2 separate regions of the Mus musculus genome follow, and region 2 is linked to region 1. Evidence: chromatin contacts called from public promoter capture Hi-C data. All regions are on one chromosome and are shown on one strand. The core of a region is the stretch at or near the end of the contact, and the rest is flanking DNA. Distances in the headings are between cores, read along the strand shown. Region 1 holds the start of Gtpbp1 (GTP binding protein 1). Region 2 holds the start of Desi1 (desumoylating isopeptidase 1).

What was found. Capture Hi-C pulls out chosen DNA fragments and counts their contacts.
Region 2: a contact with region 1 is called in a promoter capture Hi-C map of liver, with 2.4 times the contacts expected there. The contact joins the promoter of Desi1 here to the promoter of Gtpbp1 in region 1. A contact is called at or near these places in 2 of 9 other capture datasets (adipose tissue and liver).

Annotation. Positions count from the first base shown.
Region 1 is chr15:79,689,529-79,692,228 of GRCm38.p6, forward strand. It overlaps Gtpbp1 (GTP binding protein 1), which reads left to right and starts at 1,368. Exons shown (of 12, transcript NM_013818.2): 1 at 1,368-1,570. The coding sequence starts at 1,379.
Region 2 is chr15:82,014,889-82,017,588 of GRCm38.p6, forward strand. Desi1 (desumoylating isopeptidase 1) reads right to left here and starts at 1,332. Exons shown (of 6, transcript NM_134095.3): 1 at 990-1,332. The coding sequence starts at 1,077. Xrcc6 (X-ray repair complementing defective repair in Chinese hamster cells 6) reads left to right here and starts at 1,481. Exons shown (of 13, transcript NM_010247.2): 1 at 1,481-1,587; 2 at 2,222-2,310. The coding sequence starts at 2,235.

The DNA.
Region 1 (2,700 bases), core at 118-2,617:
AATCGTCTGCGACTCTAGTCCAAAAGGGTTCCGGTGCCCCATTTAGACTCTACAGGCCCTGCACAAAGGTGGCACACAGACATACACACACACACACACACACACACACACACACACACACCATTCATACAAAATAAAAACAAATCTCAGTAAAAAACCATTAAGGTCAGGTTTCCAGCAGCATCTGCTCACAGACTTGGTAGTACGTTAAAAATGAGGACAAGACTCTCCCCGAATTAGGTGACGGCTATATTGTACCCTTTTCCTTACTTACTATATACATCCTGTGGTCCAATCCCTAAATTTCTCGTACTTCCTCAGGCGGCTGCTCTTTTTTTTAATCTATTACCAGGAGGAGTGGCCAGGTCCAGCCAGCATAATTAGATCTTGGTAAAAAACAGAACTCACCTAATAGTCTAAATTTTTCAGACATTTGAAACGGGAATTTCAGGTACACGAACGGCGGGTTTTTTTTTTTTTTTTTGGACTGGGACTTTCCACAAGTGGCAACTGAAAAATAAGCCACAAGAAACTACCTTGACAGATCCTAGACCTGTGGCTCAGCTGTTCACCAAAAACGTGAGGGGATTTACGCTAGAGTTTGGGCTGTCAACATCTTTCTGTTCACTCAGTTGCTCTCCGAGGAGTCATGAATGGAACTCCCTGAGGTCAGCATTTAATTAATTGTCTTGGTCTGGCGGCTGTAATATTACCACTCCTGGAATACATAGCATCGATTCTACTATAAAAATTGCCTTGCGCATGCCAGCACGCCGGACACAGTGTTGCAGCAACTGCCTTCAATCATTCGGAGTGCCAGGCTCATTTCACAGTTTACTATCTGGGTATGCGGCGGCCAGACGCGCGGGACTTAGGGAGGACAAGATTGGGTCCCGCCCTTGTCCATCATTTTGAGAGGCTCCAGGCGGGACTGTTTTGCAGTATGATTTGGAGGCTGGCCCCGCCTCTGGAAAGTGAGGTGGGGAGTAAAGAATGGATGCCTCTTTTCATTGGATTGTTGTCAAGTCAGTCAAACCTCTGCTTCGCTCCCGTTGGCGGGAAGGATCCAGGCAGGTAGCGTGCACGCTGTGTTGGCCCCACTAGAGGTGGGACCAAGGCTCCCGACCACTACGACGTTTGTTGTTAGGGTTTTGGTCTCATTAATTATTCATTAAAGTATTTGAGAGAGCTGCGACGATTGGTAAATGAGAGACTGGGTCTTCTGTGTCTCCGCTAGAGATACGTGACAGTCTCGGGAGGCGGGGAAGCCGCGCATAAATTATTCTAACAAGAAGGGGCGGGGCCGAGCATAAATTAGTTAAATGAGCCAGGGAGGGAGGGCGGGCGGCCGGCTGCGAATTAGCTTAAGTTCTTAAAGATGGCGGCGGAGCGGAGTCGCTCCCCGGTCGACTCGCCGGTGCCGGCCTCGATGTTCGCCCCCGAGCCTAGCTCTCCGGGGGCGGCTCGGGCCGCCGCGGCCGCGGCCCGACTCCATGGCGGCTTCGATTCTGACTGCAGCGAGGACGGCGAGGCGCTCAACGGCGAGCCGGAGCTGGACCTCACCAGCAAGGTAGGCCCGGGAGGCGGCGGCGGGGCCAGGGGTACGCGGAGGGGCCGGACGGTCTCCGAGGCGACGGCGGGCAGCCGGCTGTCCAGTGGCACGGCTCACGGGAGCGCTGAAGGGATGCAGCCCGCCCACCTGCCGCTCTCCCGAACCTGCCGGGCCCGGGCCCACTCTCCGCACCGGGCAGCGTCCACCCGGCCTCCCGCGCTTCCCGCTCCCGCCTCGATCGCTGCCACTTGGCTCCGCCACGTGGAACGGGGTTCCCGACTCGGGCCGCGCGCCCTGTGTCCCTGTCCCCGTGTGGATCAGCCCGCCCTCCCCAGGAGGGGGGTCCCTGAGACGCAGGGTCTTCCTCTTCTAGGAGCATCCCGGAGGACCAAGTGTCAAGGTGGCTTGGGCAGGGGGCGGGATACTCACGAAGACAGGTAGCCAGTCTAAGGGGTGGCAGCCGTTTCTCTTCCTGGTCTCTGGAAAGTAAACAGAAAGTAGTTGCTCAGTCGGCGAGAATGATGTCCGAGGAGCGTCCTCTTTCCGTGTCCACCCAAATAAAATAAAAAGATGGGACCGACAAGATGGCTCAGCAGGTAAAGGGGCTTGCCTCCTAAGTTTGACAACCTCAGTTCGATCCCCAGGACTCACCTAGTGAAGGAGAGAACTGATTCGTACACCGTGGCACTCGTCGCCTTCCCACACCCTGCCTTGTTATAATTAAAAAAAAAAATAGGCATGACCCTCAGCCTTGCCACTTACGAGTGGAGCCACCTCTTGTATTCATGCAATATGGAAGGGCATCTTTAAGTAGCATCTTCTGCGGTGTTGAGAAGGTAGGCAGAAATGAAGATCTCACCACTTACTTGGCATTGTGGAAAATAAGAAAGTAACTATAAGATGTTACTGGTGTTTAGAAAGTGTCAAACATCACTAAAGAAACTGATGCCAAGGGAGGGACTGGGCTTCCCTTCCAACTGTTGCCATTAAAAGGGTCTGTGACCTTAGGAAACTTTCTTAACCTCTCACTTCTCCAGCATCTCATCAAGAAAATGCAGATGTGTTGCAAAAATTAGAAGAGAGCTGGGCAGTGGTGGTGCGTGCCTTTAATCCCAGCACTTGGGAGGCAGAGGCAGGTGGATTTCTGA
Region 2 (2,700 bases), core at 82-2,581, 2.3 Mb after region 1:
CTGATGGGAAACCACATTTAGAAACCACTCGCTGCCCCAGGGTTAAAGGATTAGTAAGTTCAACTCAGTGACACATCACAAATGGATGTCCTCAAAACTTGCCTTGCTTCCTTGATCCCTGCCCCTTGTGTTCCTTAAGAAATAGGCCTTCCTCCAATGTCTCCAGGAAACACTATAGCTATTTATTGAATGATGCAAAACTATGTCAGTTTCAATCCCTGAAATCCATTCCTGTCCACCATTACCTGAAATGACAAGCCTGACAAATCCTATATGACAGACATTTTGGTATTTGACTTGAAGTGAAGTTGGACCTACACTGAAGGGCTCTTTTTCTCTCTCAGCATGAAACCATTTGAACTGAGCACAACCGATATCCTCACCGATACAGCATCCGGTCCTCCCCCAGAACTGCTTTCTTACCATCTGGTCAAAAGCAATTAACTGTTGAGCGAAAATTGCATCGTCGGACAGAACGTAATTAGTTCCAAGATCTGGCTCAGGGTGACCTGACTTGACCTAACCTGGAGCCGGCAAGGGCTCAAGCCTTCCACCGCTCTAGCGCTCTCTTCCCATCCACTCCAAGGACTGCAGAGGGAATTTCCTTTTGGCGCGGAGGGCAGTCGCTCCGAGGGACACCAGAGGATCTCGTCTGCAGTGTTGCTTCCACCACCAGGGACACGAGCTGGAGGTATCCTCACTTTCTCTACTTTGAGCTAAAGAAGCAGGGTTCCCTGGCTTCTTGGGGAATCCACCAAGATCAGTCGGCTAGCCCCAGTCTCTAGCTGAAGAGGAGCTTGCTCTCAGCCGGAGCGTGTGTCTCCTTGGCTTAGATCATGAAGCTGGACAGGGGTTCAGGGAATCCCACCTCACTGTCCTTGCCCTAGTGGATCTTTCCTACCACCCATGGGCCCGTCTTCCCCCACCCCCCTCGGTGGATCGCTTCCAGCGGCCACCTGCCTTCTTCCCACTGACCCCGGTCCCCTCACCCAGCATGATGGGGCTGAGCCGGCGGGCCAGGCCCTTGGACAGGTCGTACACGTAGAGCTTCACCGGATAGAGATTTGGCGGCTCCATCAGGACCCGTGGCGGCGGCCACGATGGCCCTCGGGCACCCGGCAGCGGCTTGGACCTTCCGGTACCCGACCGGGGTGGGGAGAAGAGGGAGCGGGGGACCGAGCCGGGGCCCGGCCTGAGGGCGGGGGAGAGGCGGCCCTGCGCTGCTCGCGCCCGGACACCCGCGACCGGCAACGACTACTGTGAGGTGACAGAGAGAGAGATCCCAGAGACTCCGCACGGAACAGGGGGCAGGGGCGGGGACGCACTTTCACGCATGTGCGTTCGGTGCTGACGGGTTTCGGGGGCGGAGCTTCAAGCGAGGGGCGGGGCTTTCTCTGGCCGCAAGCGTTCCAGTTTAGGGAACAGGGGGTGGAAGCGGGAAATGCGAGTGGGCGTGCCCGCTTGAAGGGTCGAAGGGCGTGTTGTGCGTGATGACGCAACGTCGCTGATTGGGCGAGAGACAAGGAGCCCGCGTGGACGTGGTGCCCACCTTCTGCTGTCCCAGTGGCTTGCCCGCCTGCGGTTAAGGTAGGTTCGCCGCACCACATGTGTTGGATGAGGCCTGCCTTGGTGGCTTGCTTGCACGCTTAGTGTCGCGCGACCCCTGGCCTCACCACGGAGCAGCGCTGTCGACCTGCAGGACCTGGGTCATGCTCCTTTCTCCCCAGAAGGCGGAACAGGACTGGTGGTTGAGCCAATCTCTAGCTGAAGGTTGGGGGAGAAATGAAGACGAATGTTTCAGCCAGAGCACCAAGTACCGTCCCAGTCCAGTTGGAGCTCGAGATAGGACCTTCAGTGCTGAGCCGCTATGTTATACCTCGCCCTCACCCCTAGCCATTTTGGTCCTGCAGCATCCTTAAGGGATAGCCAAGGGGAGGTTGTTGCAGCAATGACCCCATGCACATTTCTCTTGCCTCTCCAATGATATGGAGAGCTTTGGAGGAAGCAGGAGCCATCATTCACATTCTTTATTAGTGACCCGAGCATTTAGAACAGATCTAAAGAGAACCCAGAAGTCTGTCTGTCTGTCTCTCTTTTTTTTTCTGGTGTGTGTGGCATAGGTCCGGGTACACTGTAGGAAAGCGCATTACCACAGAGCTACCTGCCTTGGTTTTTTTTTTTTTTTTTTTTTTCATTTAAATTCATAACTTCTCTCACCTAGTGAGCAAACCAACATGTCAGAGTGGGAGTCCTACTACAAAACTGAGGGCGAGGAAGAGGAAGAGGAGGAGGAGAGCCCCGACACAGGTGGTAAGTGGCCTGTGTGGAAGATTTTCGCTGTGTACTTTTTTTTTTGCTGGGAGCACTTTATGTTGTCTGATATCCCTCCCTTTTCTCCTCAGATAATCTAAAATATTTTTTCTCCCTTTGAGTTTTACAGTTATTATTTAGATCCTATTTCACTCTATGAACATTCCTAACCCTATTTTCCTTTTTTTTTTTTTACTAACCACGATAGAGAATTTATTAATCTTCAATAAATGACTCTGTCCATGGTAATATTTGTCACTTTATTTTTTACATATTTTTGATTGTTTAAAAAAATCTACTTATTTTTATTTTATGTATGTGTGTACACCTCTGTACATGTCTGGTGCAAAAGGGAGCCAGAAGAGGGAGTCGGATCTCCTGCTACTAAAG